Regions from separate parts of the Mus musculus genome. Here region 1 is linked to region 2. Evidence: chromatin contacts called from public Hi-C data. All regions are on one chromosome and are shown on one strand. Each heading gives the region's core, a stretch centred on a gene start, on an enhancer-like site or on the middle of the called end of the contact. The rest is flanking DNA. Distances are from core to core; before and after follow the strand shown. Region 1 overlaps LOC115489499 (a long non-coding RNA gene). Region 2 overlaps Zfp831 (zinc finger protein 831).

Region 1 (7,441 bases), core at 53-2,552, 140 kb before region 2:
TGTCATTTGTGTATGTGAGTGTGTGTGTGTGTGTGTGTGTGTGTGTGTGTGTGTGAGAGAGAGAGAGAGAGAGAGAGAGAGAGAGAGAGAGAGAGAGATTTTTGCCCCATGGCCAACCTCCAGAGAGGGGCTTTTATGAAAGACAAAGGGAAATATTTTTGCATGGAGACACACATTCTTCCGTGATGCAAAACCCTGAGCCCCATCACCCCGCTACCCCTGCCTGTCTCACAAGAAGCTTTACTTCCTTGAGTGTGTGAGAGACAGAGAGATGAAGACACAGAGAGACCTAGAGACAGTAAAGATTTTCTGCCTAGGAAAAAAACGGTGTTTGGTTTGCAAACGAGCAAGACCACCAAGGAACAATCCTCCACCTGCATGCACACACACACACACACACACACACACACACACACACGCGCGCGCGCGCACACACACAGTTGCCAGGTGTGGGAAGGGAGGGAGGTGGGGACTGCCTCTGGAAAGCCCTGCTCTGTGTGAGGGTGGCCTGCTTCTCCCAGCAAGGAAGGGCTCCAGCCAAAGCCGTTCAGGAGGGAGAGGTCGTTTCTGCAAACACTCCCAGAGATTCTTAGGAGCTGAGAATTAAAAGAGGCTCCATTTTTAATTGGCCACACTTGGTGGGCAGGGGGACATTTCTCTCTGAGCGTTTGTGAATGTGCATGGTGCATATCTGTGAGCACAGGGGGGGAAGGTGGGGGGAGACACACACAAGCATGCTGTTCTTGCTGTAAGCCTGGCAGGCTGACGGCCTCCGTGTGTGCCAGTGGTTTATTCTGCCTCACGACAGAGGGCTTCAGACATGTTCAGACTGTGGGGCCATTTTCTGCCTGGATAGATCCAGCAACTCCAGAGACAGATGTTGGCTGTTAAGTGTGCTGGGTTAGAGAGATAGATAGTTTGTGAGTGTGGGTGGTTTTCACCCTGGAAAAACACGTCTCATGCGTGTGAGAGGACAGAGACAAATGGATAGTTTCTGCTTGTGTCCATGAGCAAAACACACACACACACACACAGAGTCTCTTGACATACATACACACACACACACACACACACTCACACAGTCTCTTGACATACATACACACACACATACACACATACACACACACACACACACAGTCTCTTGACATACATACACACACACTGCCATGAGGGGCGGTGGGGTAGGGGGTGATCAGGCTTTTCTCTGGTGTGGGGAGAATGTTGACAGGACCTCAACAGACGTCCCTGAGAGACAGGTTGCTTTTCAGTTGCAAACATAAAATTTTCCATGAGCTGAGATGTGGCCTTTTGGGCAATGAAGCCGAGAGACTTGGGCATGCTCATGAGTGTGTCTGCTCATCTGTCATCTGACCTGACTCAAGTGTCCTGTCGAAGACAGGAAGAACTGTCATCTTGAACACACATACACATGCACACACACTCTCACATTCACACACCACACACACAAATACACACATACATACACTCTCACATACACACATACACACCACACTCACACACACACACACACACACACACACACACACACACTAATTTTCTATAACAGAGAAGCACTTCCAGGGCTTGATAGGGGGCTCACAGGGGGTGGAGGGCCATTAAGTAATATTCCTGCCTCTCTGCTATGACCGTGTGTGTGTGTGTGTGTGTGTGTGTGTGTGTGTGTATTTACTTTATTTTTTTCACCTTGGCTGAACAGTAATGGGATATCAGGAAGGCAGACTCAAGCATACCCTTTCCCCCTAAACACTTACAACACACATCTTCTGAGTGTGGGGGCGAGTGGCCTATGTCCTGACTCCGGACACAGGAAAGACCTGTGGCTTTACAGACTGAGGCTCCTGTCTGTACCTGGGTAAAGAGGAAGCCTCTTTCTGAGTGTACGTGCTGGCTTGTGTTTTTGAGACCAACTCTTCTGAGGACTGAAGTACATATAGTTTTCCTGTGCTCTGGAGACACAAACAACTCGGGTCAGAGGGTCTCTAGCCCGGCACAGCTGAGTGAGATGGTGCTGGGTCACCCTCCGAGGAGAGAGGACGGAGACCAAAGCCAGCCCCGTCGCTAAGGGGACCCAAAACAACAACTGATTTCAGGGGTCTATCCTGCAGAGCAGTGGCTCTCAACCTTGCTAATGCTGCCACCCTTTAACGCAGTTCCTCCTGTTGTGGTGATTGCCAACCATAAGATTATTTTTGTTGCTACTTCGTAACTGTGATTTTTACTACTGTTATGAATTGTAGTGTAAATCTATGATATGTTGTGACCCACGAATTGAAAACCACTGCTGTAGAGACAGGAGCAAGGCTTGTCCACTGGCAAGTCTGAGATGGGGAGGCTGACTTGTTGATGCCTGTAAGAATTAGGAGCGGGGGAAACAAAGAGTGAGGGACAGTGGAAAAAAAGACAGAGACACAGAAATAGGCAGAGACAAAGACAGAAAGAGAGAGACAGACATACAGAGACACAGAGACTGGCAGAGACAAAGACAAAGAGACAGAGAGATGGAGACAAAGACAGAGAAACCCACAGAGATAAGAAACAGAGATACACAGAGACAGAGACACACAGAGACAGGGAGATGAAGAAAGACAAAGAGAGTCAGAAAGGGGCAGAAACAGAGAGAGAGAGCAGAAATACGAATAGCTGCTGTGACTGGTGAGATGGTTCAGTGGGTAGAAGCTATTGCCACCCAAACCTGAGTTTGAGTTTTGTAACCCCTGTAAAGGAAGAAGGAAAGAATCAACTGCGCACAGTTCCTCTGACCTCCTCATGTGTACCATGGCATCCACACCTCAAATAATAATAATGATGATGATGATAATAATAATAATATGATTTTTTAAAGTTTTTAAGGATACTTGCTTTCCTGGGTCCTTTGATGGGGCATGGCTACTCAAGGGTTGTCTGTAAGTCAGAGGATCCGTTGTCTGGTAAGTAAGTCCTGGTGGGGACAGCTCTTGCTTCATTTACAGTCCAGGATCCCAGCTAGGGAATGGCATCACCCACAGTGGGCAGGTCTTCCTTAGCCAATTATCTCAATCAAGAGAATCCCCCACAGACATTCCTGGAGTCCCACATTTCCTGTGACTCTAAATTCTGTCAATTTGACAGCTAACATTAACTGTGCTGGTTTGAATATGCTTGGTCCAGGGAGTGGCACTATTAGGAGGTGTGGCCCTGTTAGAGTGGGTGTGACCTTGTTAGAGTAGGTGTGGCCTTGTTGGAGGAACTGTGTCACTATTGAGGTAGGTTTTGAGACCCTCTTCCTAGCTTCCTGGAATACAGTAGTCTTCTGTTTGCCTTCGTAACAAGCTGTAGAACTTTCAGCTCCTCCAGCACCATGTCTGCCTGGAAGCTGACATGCTTCCCACCATGATGATAATGGACTGAACCTTTGAACCTGCAAGCCAGCCCCAATTAAATGTTTGCCTTTATAAGAGTTGCCTTGGTTATGGTATCTCTTCACAGCAATGGAAACCCTAGCTAGGACACTAACCAACTAACTAACTCTTCTGGAAGAGATCATTTCTCCATATAAAAGTAACATCAAGAATAGAATACTTGCCGGGCATAGTGGCGCACGCCTTTAATCCCAGCACTCAGGAGGCAGAGGTAGGCGGAGTTTGAGGCCAGCCTGGTCTACAAAGTGAGCTCCAGGACAGCCAGAGCTATACAGAGAAACTCTGTCTCAAAAAACCAAAAAAAAAAAAAAAATAGAATACTTATGTTAAGAATGTGACCCTTGGAGCTGTAGCAGCCATCTTGAGGCTATGGGGATAGCGATACACAAGGGTGGGATGAATGTGAAGTTGGGCTTTACCTCTTGTATGTGACTCACCAGCCCCTTCTGTTGGAGTTGCTTAGAGCTGGCTACTTCATAGACTCTCAGTGGGCATATCAGTCACATGTTATCATGACCTCCCACTGCAGGTGGGTTGGTGTTTTGAACCAAGCAACAAGTTGGTGACAAAATTGCCACCCGGGTACACTTTAGAGTCTTACCTCTTGTTCCTCAGAATCTAAATGCTTGGAAGAGCTTCGAACAAAGCCCATCCCTGTGGGTGTGGGATCTCAGCTGCGGACACTTGCTCCATGCATCTGTGGCAGTGATGACTCTGATGGGTCCTTTGGTGGCTAAGGTGATTTTTTTTCACAGCAACTGGTTCTTCTGAGCCTTAAGCCATGACTACTCATTTCATAGCAGTAGAAAAAGGCTTCAAAGGCATCATCGAGCTACCTACAGGTATACACATGCTACTGGTCAAGTTCAAGTTCAAATCTGTCTTACCTTATAGCCAGTTTCAACATGGCTACTTGAGGTGCCCTTTAGAAACCTACATGTCTCTATCTTCCATCAACAGTGGTCACCAGGACAGGGAAGGGGTCAGCAGCCATTGGCAGATGCAGTCATTGCAGGGGTGAATGGGGGTGAGTTGGTCCTGAGAAGAAGAAACTGGGGTCAGAGTGGCCTGAAAACAAAGGGAATGACCCTGGAACCCTCACATTGGATGTCTGCAAAGTGTTGGCTCCACAGAGGATCACATATACAAGCACTTCCTGTTTCACCCTGTGGACAGCTCTGGGCAGATGACAGCTTGTGATTGGCCCTGGGGTCCCAATTGCCCACAGGAATATTGAAGTTGAGTACTACCTGTTCCTGGCTGAAGCCTGTACCCTGCATTCCACATCCCCTAAGCCTCTTGTGGTGCTCCACAGTCCTGCTTGATAGGCCCAGACACCATGTGAGTCACATTCTCAGACATTGGCATTATCCACATTTTACAAAGGGCAAAGGTAAATCCCAAAGGGGTCAGTCGCCCACTTGAGGCCACCCTACTCATAAAAGGGAGAATCTGGGTTTGTCTGTGACCTTAGAGTTGAAGAGGAAGGAAGGGGGAAAGAAGGGGGGGAGGAAAGGAGGGAGGGGGAAAAAGAGAGGAAACAGAGTTTAATTAAGTTTGAATTTTAAATGAACAATGAATTTTTAAAAGTATACCCTACGCAATACTTTGCTGAAAAAATTATTGCTGTCTTCTAGAAATTATAATTTAACATTTATCCACTACTGCTGTACACTCCAGCCTCCACCCACAGGGACACATGACAAAATACAAACCTCTCCTGGGTCCATTCATTTGATTCATGGCCCCATTTCTCTGAAAGGCCTCTCATTTCTCTCTGTCTATATCTTTCTTCCATTCCTTTCTCCTGCCTTTGTTTTTCACACAGGGAAAGGGATCAACTCTCTTCTCAGTTGCTATGGGAATCTTTATGAGTCTAGGCAAGGCTGGTAGTCTCTAGGGGATGGTGTGTGTTCTTTCCCCTAGTTCATGGCTGGCTATGTAACTTGTGAGCCTCTTAGCAATCTATCAATAGTCATTATGTGTAATGGGAACTCCGGAATTTTGGTTTCTTTAAAAAGCATGGGGATATTATAAGAATATGTTTCCATTTTAATCCCAGGTGTGGGATACGGGACTGCTTCAGATTGTCCACAGCACACGACTATGATTTGCTTCATGCTCTGGCAAAGGTGTAATTTTTCCAGCTTCAGACGGTTTTTGCAATTGTGTGATGTTTAGAATTCTGGGGACTTTTTGGAGGGTATATCGATGTTAGAGCCCTAAGAGGTGGGACATGTTATTGGTTGTTGCTGGTTGTGGTTTGTTAAGTACTCATGCACAAAGAGGAAATAACAACAAGAAGAAATTAGATATCCCAATGATGAAGATCAAACTTTCCCTAAGGAACTTGATGCTCCTAACCAGCAGGAAGTAGTCTGATGATAATGTCACACCCTTACAATCCCTTACTTTATTCAGGGATCTTTTTCCTCTCTTATCTAGTGTTAGGGGGTTAGGGTAGAAGAAGAGTGGAGAAGGGTGGAAGAAAGAAGAACCCACAGAGTACCAAAAAGTCAGCTATAAGACAGGTTACAATTATGCTCCCAAGAAAGTTGACATGGTACAGATGGGTGGTGTGAGTGGGTTTGTTGGTAGAGTGTATGTATATGGGGAAGAATGGATGAAGGGATAGATCGGTGGATGGGTGGATGGGTGGATCAGTGGATGGATGAATGGGTGGATGGGTGGGTGAGTGGTTGGATGAAAAAGAGGATGAAGAGATGGATGGAACATTGGATAAATAAGTGCATGGAAATATAGAATGTGTGTGTGTGTGTGTGTGTGTGTGTGTAGATGTATGGGGTAGCTGTATGGTGTGTGTACGTATGTATGTATGTATGTATGTATGTATGTGTGTGTGTGTACTGGTTTTGTGTGTCAACTTGACACAAGCTGGAGTTATCACAGAGAAAGGAGCTTCAGTTGGGGAAATGCCTCCATGAGATCCAGCTGTAAGGCATTTTCTCAATTAGTGATCAAGAGTGGGAGGGCCTAGCCTATTGTGGGTGGTACCATCCCTGGGCTGGTAGTCTTGGGTTCTATAAGAAAGCAAGCTGAGCAAGCCAGGGGAAGCAAGCCAGTAAGTGACATCTCTCCATGGCCTCTGCATCAGCTCCTGCTTCCTGACCTGCTTGAGTTCCAGTCCTGATTTCCTTTGATGGTGAACAGCAGTATGGAAGTGTAAGCGGAATAAACCCTTCCTCCTCAACTTGTTTCTTGGTCATAATGTTTTGTGCAGAATAGAAGCCCTTACTAAGACAGTATGTATGTATAGATGATGGATAGTTGGTTGATAGATAGATGAATGGTCAATGAATGGATGAATGGGTGGATGAATGGACAGGCAGCTGGGTGGAAAATGAATGACTGGAGAGATGGATGATTGCACAGATAAATGAATAAACATTGGCATGCAAAGAGGGGACATTTAAAGTTGACCTTATAAATCCAAGGATAAAGCATGGGCAGTGAGTGCCGAAGGCAGCAAGACCCCAGCCCTTCTGGGGTGTTCAGAGAGTAGAGCCATGGCTCCCTACCCTCTCTTTCTGGGCAGGCTGTGGGTCTAGTGGTTTTGTGTTCCTGCATCCAAAGATGCTCATTTCCTCCCTAGGAGGGTTTGGAGTCCTTCAGTTTGAGAGTATCCCCAGGGGACCTGGCTCCCCAGACCCTCTGACTGTCCTCTGCAGGCTTTGGGGGTTGCTGGTTGGGTTTCAAGGAGATTCGGCAAGGCAGGCACACATGAACAGACTTTATCACATTGTCAAGAACTTAAAATTGCAGTCATTTGCATGACTTCACTTTAATTGCTGTAATAAATAATTTTTGGTTAATTAGGATGCATAAACTTATATATAATTTATTAACAAAAATAATTTGCAGGGAAAATTGATGTGTTTTTCCATTGGGCTTTCTCGGCAGGTTTTGCAAACCTGGATAAATAAACAATCAACCAAGCAGTGGCAAGAGGACCCAAGCACTTGACTGTGAAGTATTTTCAGACCTACTGTGTGTGGCTGTGT
Region 2 (7,301 bases), core at 3,543-6,042:
CATATAGAAAGGACTTTGTTTTTCTAGTCTAGTCTGTCTGGTGCTCTGTGTGCCTCATGTACCTTATAGTCATCTCCTTCTTTAGGTTAGGGAAATTTCCTTCTATGGTTTTATTGAGAATATGTTCTGTTCCTTTGACATGCACTTCTTCTTCTATTCCTTTATATTATTAAATTTGATCTTCTCATAGGGTCCCAGATCTTTTGGATATTTTGTGCCAGAATTTTTTTTTAGATTTAATATTTTGTTCAACTAAGGTATCCATTTCTTCTACTGTCTTCAATGCCTAAAGAGTCTTTCTCCATCTCTATTATTCTGCTGGTGAGGCTCTGGTTTGAGGTTTCTTTTTGAGTTCCTAAGTACTTCACTTCCAGGTTTGTCTCAGTTTAGGTTTTCTTGATTCTCTCTCCACTTTCAGGTCCTGAACTGTTTCATTCATTTCCTTCCACTGTTTATGATTTCATAGATTTCCTCAATGAATATACTCATTTCCTCCTTAAGGACATCTATCATATTTTTAAAAGGGGGCTGTTTTAAAGTCTCTGTCTTCTTTTTCAGTTATGCTGCCTTTCTCAGGGCCCTACTGTTGTAAGGTTACTGGGCCTAGCAGAGACATCTTACCCTGTCTGTCATTGATTGTGTTTTGATGCTGCTGTCTTGGCACCTAGGTTTGGAGAGATTATAATTCTAGCTGTTGATGTCTGCTCTTGTCTAGGTTTGGTGGCTATTTTGTTCTCTTGTTGCTTTTGCTCGCTCGGGTTCTTAGGAGTGTGTGGTGACTCTGTGTTGCCTGGTAGGGGGTTCTTTTGGGATCCTGATAGGGGTGGCCACTGGGAGGCTTCCAGGTAAAGTATGTTTCTAGGTATTGGGAGCTGGCACTTAGGAATGGAAATGGGTTAGGAGGTGGGCTGAGGAAATCCACAGGAGGGAGGAAAGCAGAGTGGTACACCAGGATCTGCTTAGCTCCCTGGGAATAGGGGCAGAGAGTGAGGAGAGGCCACAGGACATAGTCTGCTGCAGAGCTGGAGATGAGACTCAGGGACATGGAGGGCTTCGCTGGCTACTCTTGTCCAACCATCGTGTTGAATTTGCAGGGAGTGTGTGCACTGATGGGACGGGGATAGCAGGGTGACAGGAGTTGGAGAAGATCTGCATAGTCCACTGGAGTGAGGGACACAAAAGAGGGGGAGTCAGGTGATCTGCTACAGAGATTGGGGTGACAATAGGGTATCAGATTTGGAGAGAAAAAGTTGTCACTGAAGATCTGCAATTAGCTTCCCTGCTTCCGAGGCCACCATGGGTTCCCATGGAGTACCTGCAGGGACTGACAGATGGGATAAAGCAATGGGTGCAGGGGTAGGAGGAGAGAAACTATGTGATCCACTAGAGATGGGAGAAGGGGAGGGAGGGAGGTGGTTTGCTGTGGAGAGACGGAATTGAGGGCTTGAATTCGGAGGAATGGAGGGAGAGCTGGATATTTGCAGTCCATTTATTGGCTTTCTAAATAATTTAATATTTAATATAGTTTGATCATATCTTTTCCTTTCTCCCAACACCTCCCAGATTCTCCCAATCTCCCTTCCCTACTGAAAAATAAACAAAAATAAAAAAATCATAATCCCAAACCACAAAAGGCAAAAGGAAAAAATACCCAAACTAAACGAAAATCACACACAAAAAAACAAAAACAAAAACAAAAAACCCATGGCGTACTGTTTGTGTTTGCTACTCCTGAGCAAGGGCCCTGTCTTGGGTACACTTGACATAGAAAGGGACATTCCATCTTAGTCACTGAACTGGACAGTTTGATGTCAACGTGACACAGGTTAAAGTCATCTGAGAGGAGGGGACCTCAATTAAGAAAATGCCTTTATAAGATCAGGCTATATGCAAGCCTGTAAGACATTTTCTTTAATGTGATTGATGAGGAAGGGCCAAGCCCTGATTTCCTTCTGTGATAGCAGTGATATGGAAGCATAAGCCAAATAAATAAACCCTTTCCTCCCCAACTTGCTTTTTGGCCATGGTATTTTATTGCAGCAATAAAAGCCCTAACTATATAGAAACAATGACCGTTCTGTTGCTGTGAAGTGACACGATGACCACAGCAACTCTTATTTTAAAAAGTGTTGAATTGGGGGCCTGGCTTAGAGTTTCAGAGGTTCACCGTGGTGGGAGGAATGGCAGCACACAGGTGCAGTGCTTGGAAAAGTAGCTAAGAACTGCACTGTGATGAGGGTGGGAGGGGGGAGGACAGAGAGAGACAGACACACACACAGACAGAGACTGAGAGAGACAGAGAGAGAGGGAGGTAAAGAGAGAGACAGAGAGGACAGAGAGAGACAGAGAGGGAGGGAGGTAAAGAGAGAGAGACAGAGAGAGAGAACTCCATGCTGGTATTTTGTCCAGTTTGAACCTGTGTAGGTCTCATGTGTGTTGTCTCAGCCTGTGAATTTGTGTGTGTGCCCCCACCCCCACCCCGTGTACCTTGAGATGGCATTTCCTTGAATTTGTCTGTCACCTCTGGATCTCACACTCTTGGACATAGGTCCCTGATAAAGACATCCCATTTGGAATTGAGCACTCCAAAGCCCCTCTGTTGCTGGACATTGTCTAGCTGTGGGGCTCTGTGTTAATTACCATCTACTGCAAAAGGCAGTAGAGCTGAGGGTTGAGAGATGTACTAGTCTGCAGCTACAGCAGTATGCCATTCCAAGTTATCTGTTCATTTAGCAGAATATAGTTATAGGCTATCCCCTAGCCACATACACCCCAAAATATAATAATGGGCCATGGGGGAAAATCAAACTTTTTGTTTGTTTGTTTGCTTGCTTGCTTGCTTGCTTGTTTGAGATAGGACACTACTATATACCCTATCTGGCTGGCTGTAACTCACATTGATCTGTCTGCCTCTGCCTATTGGATGGCATGGTTAAAGGTGAATACTAACACATCCATTTACCTATTCATTTTTAACTATGTGCATGTGAGTACAGTTGCCAGTGGAGGCCAGAAGGGGGCACTATTTCCTCCCTGGAGCTGGAGTTATGGACAATAGAGAACCATCTAATATGGATGTTGGAAACTGAACTGGGGTCCTTTACAAAAACAATACAGCACTCTTAACTGCTGATCCATCTCTCCGGCTTCTCAGCTGAACATTCTTTAAAAAGATGTATTCATTTAATTTATATGAGTATACTGTAGCTGTCTTCAGACATACCAGATTAGGGCATCAGATCCCATCACAGATAGTTGTGAGCCATCGTGTGGTTGCTGGGAATTGAAGTCAGGACCCCTGGAAGAGCAGTCAGTGCTCTTAATTGCTGAGCCATCTCTCCAGCCCTCAGCTGTACATTTTGATGGAGAAAATGTACCTGTATATTTACAATTCTATGTGTGGTCATCAATTTCAGTATCTTCTTGAAGGGGAAAAAAGATGAGGGCAGAAATTATGCTTACTGGGAACTGGAATAATTGGAGAATGATCTGAGAGAAACTACATCTTTTAGATCATCTCATTGTTTCCCCAAGTGCAGTGAACACGCCATTCCTGGCAATGAAGATGATATTTAAGTGCTATACGGATGAATGATTTTAATGATTTTGTGCTTAAATGTATATTAGAAAAGATACCTAACTAGTTCATGTAACTTGAGCCATTTCACAGATATTGTTGCTTAGAGCAATAATCTTTCCTGTAGTGCAGAGATGTTTAAATAAGAAGATTAAGTAAATACCATACCTGTGAGTGGTGTATTGAAACATATGACAAAAAAAAAAAACATTGAGATGGTTCTCAAAGGATTGAAGTTTGAAAATTAATGGGCTAATCTCTTAGAGCTAGAGTTTGAGGAGTTAGAGACTAAGCCGTTACGAGCCGTCAGACAGAGCACGTATCGGAGCGACTGGCTCCCTGAGGCTGTCCATACAGAAGGATAACACTATGCGAGGTTGGAAAACCTGTTGCCTCATTCTTGAAATGAATACACAGTCTGTCTTCAGGAAGAGGTAGGATTCAGAAGCACAAATGTTTCCTTTGTTGATGAATAACACAAAGCTTTCAAGAACATCAACTCCAAAGGGGAAAGTTCTGGATTGTTGCACTGTGGATATTAAGTACTCTGATATGTTTTTCAAAGTTTAGCTACATTTACGAATTTTTAAAAAGCATTTTTAAGTTAGAAACTATGAGTTAAGGCAGGCCGTGTGATGAATGAGGCACTGGGGGGGGGGGGGAGAGCAATAGCACAAGAAGATAGGGCCGTTTGCTATCATCTATCCTTTCATTGGCTGGAATGGAATTCCAACATGGCTGACATAGTGTCTGGTTAAGGGGTTGCAAATAATCAGAAGTGAAGTTTTACAGGAAGTCACTGCTTGCAGTGGGTGGTTCGGGTTAAAATTAATAAATCACACAAGACGTTTTCATTTTTAAGTTTTATTTTTATCAAAACAAAATAATTTAACCATAGAAAGAAGTGGGGGATATTCACTACCCAAGAAGCCACATGTTTCCCCACCATAAGCAAGGAATTGTCTGTGTACAGAAACAAGCAAGCCACTCTCCCGTGCTCCCAGCAGCCAGACCTGACTTCTTCCTGACTCCTCTTCTCCCCACGGTGACTCCGTATGCTCACATGGTCGCATGTCCCTTCAGACCAAATTGTGCATTTGCCACATGAATAAAAAGTGTAGAGAATATGCACACAAGGGTTGAAATTTAGCACTCAACACTGTTCTACATCCTGATACCTGTGTGTAATGAGTTTTGAAAGAGATGGGGAAATACAGTGTTTCAAAAGCCAATGCTTCTTGAACTGGCGACTAATTGGAGTAAGACTCCTTGTTACAGTTGTAGGAATTTGATAGTCACCAGCCAGATGGGTCACTTCCTCCCTCAGCCAGGAAGTTGAGCAGCCCCACATCCCATAACTGTAAGAATCTGCTGCACAAGGTAAATTTTGTGCAAAATGCAAATTTCTGTGCTGAGGGAGAAATGAATAATGAGTTCACTCTAAGTAATGGATGTGAACGCCAGGAAAGAGTTTGCCGTGAGACTGAGAGTCCTTTATCTTTCATGTTGAGGACAGTGGTCACACCCCACTGGTTCGAGACTAAGACTTCAGATCCCAGTTTCAGAAGGCAATATGTCGGAAAGGGAAGTTCCAGTCAGTCCTAAGTCACTCCCCACGTTGTCAGATATGCTTTCATTAGAATCCAGAGGGTCCGTCTGTTTATCTCTCCTCCCTGTCCCCCTCCGCCCCCTCCCTTACTCCTCCCCTTTTCAGTCTTTTCCTTTCGCTCCCCCTACCTGTCTCTCCCCCATCTCTCTTTTTCTCCCTCTTCTACATCTCTCCCCTTCCACCACCCTGCAAATAAACCACAAGTTGAGAGCTGTGCACCATTGATCTTGGGACTTAGCTTCCTCTGAGATGCCAAGCTTAGTCCTAAGGGAGGGAAAAGCAGTTCCCATGGTGGCACCTCACAGCAAGGAGGGCCGGGCCAGCCACCAAAACTCACAAAGCTTTAAGAGTTGGCCAAGTAGAGAGCTGAGACCTATTCCTATATGCATCTCAAAAAGCGGCCAGGCACAGCAGTTCAGGAGGACTGTCAGTGGCCAGCATCAGACACTATGAGCAGCGGCACTTGCGTGGCAAAGAATCCCAGGTCCTCTTTCTCTCAGTCCATGCTGGCAGCCCTGCAGCTCATCTCCATGGGGTAAGTGGAGGCACTGATTACTCAAGACTCCTGCATGAAGATGCATAAGAATAACAGCACTGGCGAGCAGTGGGCTGGCCTTGTCCTAACATGCTTCTTACGTGTGGTGTTGGGAACTGAATCCCGAGCATCACACATGACAGCCAAGCACTAGATCACTGAGCCACATCCCCAGCACCAAAAAATAGACATGTATTTTCTGATCCATCGTGTGATATACACTTGTAGTATTATCAAATTGCAGCAACAAATAGACTGGTAGGTACTAGAATTTTATTTTAATAACCCAACCTGAGTTTGGGGGTTTATGGGTAAAAGTTTTCTTACAATTTTCTTATAATTGTATTTTGCCTTAAGAAAATTAGATTTATAAAAATCAGTGACTATTTGGTGCATTATCAAAAGGACTCCCCATTAAAACCAAACTAAACCAAACCATGTGTGTGTGTATGTATGTATGTATATGTATATATATGTATATATACATATATATATACATATAACTTTAGGATGTTTTTCAGTAGCTAGTTCCTCCCAAGGTCATTTAAAATAATTGTTTGCTTTTTCAAAAATTCTACTGAAATACAGGGTTTATAAATCCATGTTGATTTAAATTAAATGACCCCCCCTGGGAAGACTGGCACTAAGTGATCAGGTGAACCAGTGGGTCTGGCAAGTTTTCTAGCTTTGTAAGAGACAGGGGGGGGGGGGGGTTACCAAGATCGAATCGCTCGATATTCTGCTATATCAGATCCAGCCTTGGGGGGCAGCAGCTAGCTATGGAGGCTCAGAAGAAGCAGAGCTCCCAGCATGCTTTTTGGAGCTATGATTATGACGTGGGCCTGGTGACCCTCTTGGACTTCATTGTCCCCTGGAAATAAGGATCTAGGACAATGGTTTTCAACCTCCCTAATGATGCAACCCTTTAATATGGTTTCTTGTGTTGTGATGACCTCTGACCATAAAATTATTTTCGTTGCTCCCTCATTACTATAACTCTGATGCTGTTATGAATCATACTGTAAATACCTGTGCCTTCCAACAGTCTTAGGCGACCCCTTTGAAGGGATCATTTGACTCCCACCGGGATCATGACCCACAGGGCTGAGAACCACTGATCTAGACAGTGGTCCTGCCCTGCTGCCCTATACCTCCTGAGACAGAGGAGCCAGCTTCACCTACATACATGATTTCTTCCACTCAGTGTTATGCCTTTTTGTTATATTAGTTCTGATGTATAAGGTGGGTGACTACAACCCCAAATCAGGGATTCCAGGGGGGTGCATAAGACGACCCTTTCCTCAGCTCACATACTGCATGGCAGGAGTAGCCTAACAATATTTGTACATCAGCTCCCTAGCGTGTTCTTCAGCATCTTCCATGACAACTCAAGAGCAATGTTTTCTGTGGGGGAGACACTTCTAAACTATGAAGACACAGATGTAAAGGAGCCCAAGTTTCTCTATCAGCCACTCCCACCAGGATCCAGCCCCTCAGAGGCACTCAGCTCCTCTGTCCAGGTCTCAGCTTCATTCATGTCTATGCACAGGGACCAAGATCTCCCAGCCAAAGACCCAGTC

What was found. A called contact is a pair of places that touch in the nucleus more often than the background predicts.
Region 1: a contact with region 2 is called in a Hi-C map of the HPC-7 cell line, with 3 times the contacts expected there. The contact joins two enhancer-like sites. A contact is called at or near these places in 3 of 484 Hi-C or Micro-C datasets (the HPC-7 cell line, pre-B cells and primordial germ cells) and 3 of 115 datasets of contacts at active chromatin or transcription factors (a beta-TC-6 cell line, bone marrow-derived dendritic cells and embryonic stem cells).

The regions. Positions count from the first base shown.
Region 1 is chr2:174,842,507-174,849,947 of GRCm38.p6, reverse strand. It overlaps LOC115489499 (a long non-coding RNA gene), which reads left to right. Exons shown (of 4, transcript XR_003953980.1): 2 at 7,341-7,441. Among named protein-coding and RNA genes, the nearest start is that of Gm14616, 9.7 kb to the left of the region's middle. Within about 2 kb of position 1,302, at least 23 of the 459 cell types and tissues checked have an H3K27ac peak or open chromatin away from gene starts, as enhancers often do. A contact at or near this core is called in the HPC-7 cell line, where this site is marked.
Region 2 is chr2:174,707,957-174,715,257 of GRCm38.p6, reverse strand. Zfp831 (zinc finger protein 831) reads right to left here. Exons shown (of 5, transcript NM_001099328.1): 5 at 4,426-7,301. Among named protein-coding and RNA genes, the nearest start is that of Edn3, 49 kb to the left of the region's middle. Within about 2 kb of position 4,792, at least 8 of the 459 cell types and tissues checked have an H3K27ac peak or open chromatin away from gene starts, as enhancers often do. A contact at or near this core is called in the HPC-7 cell line, where this site is marked.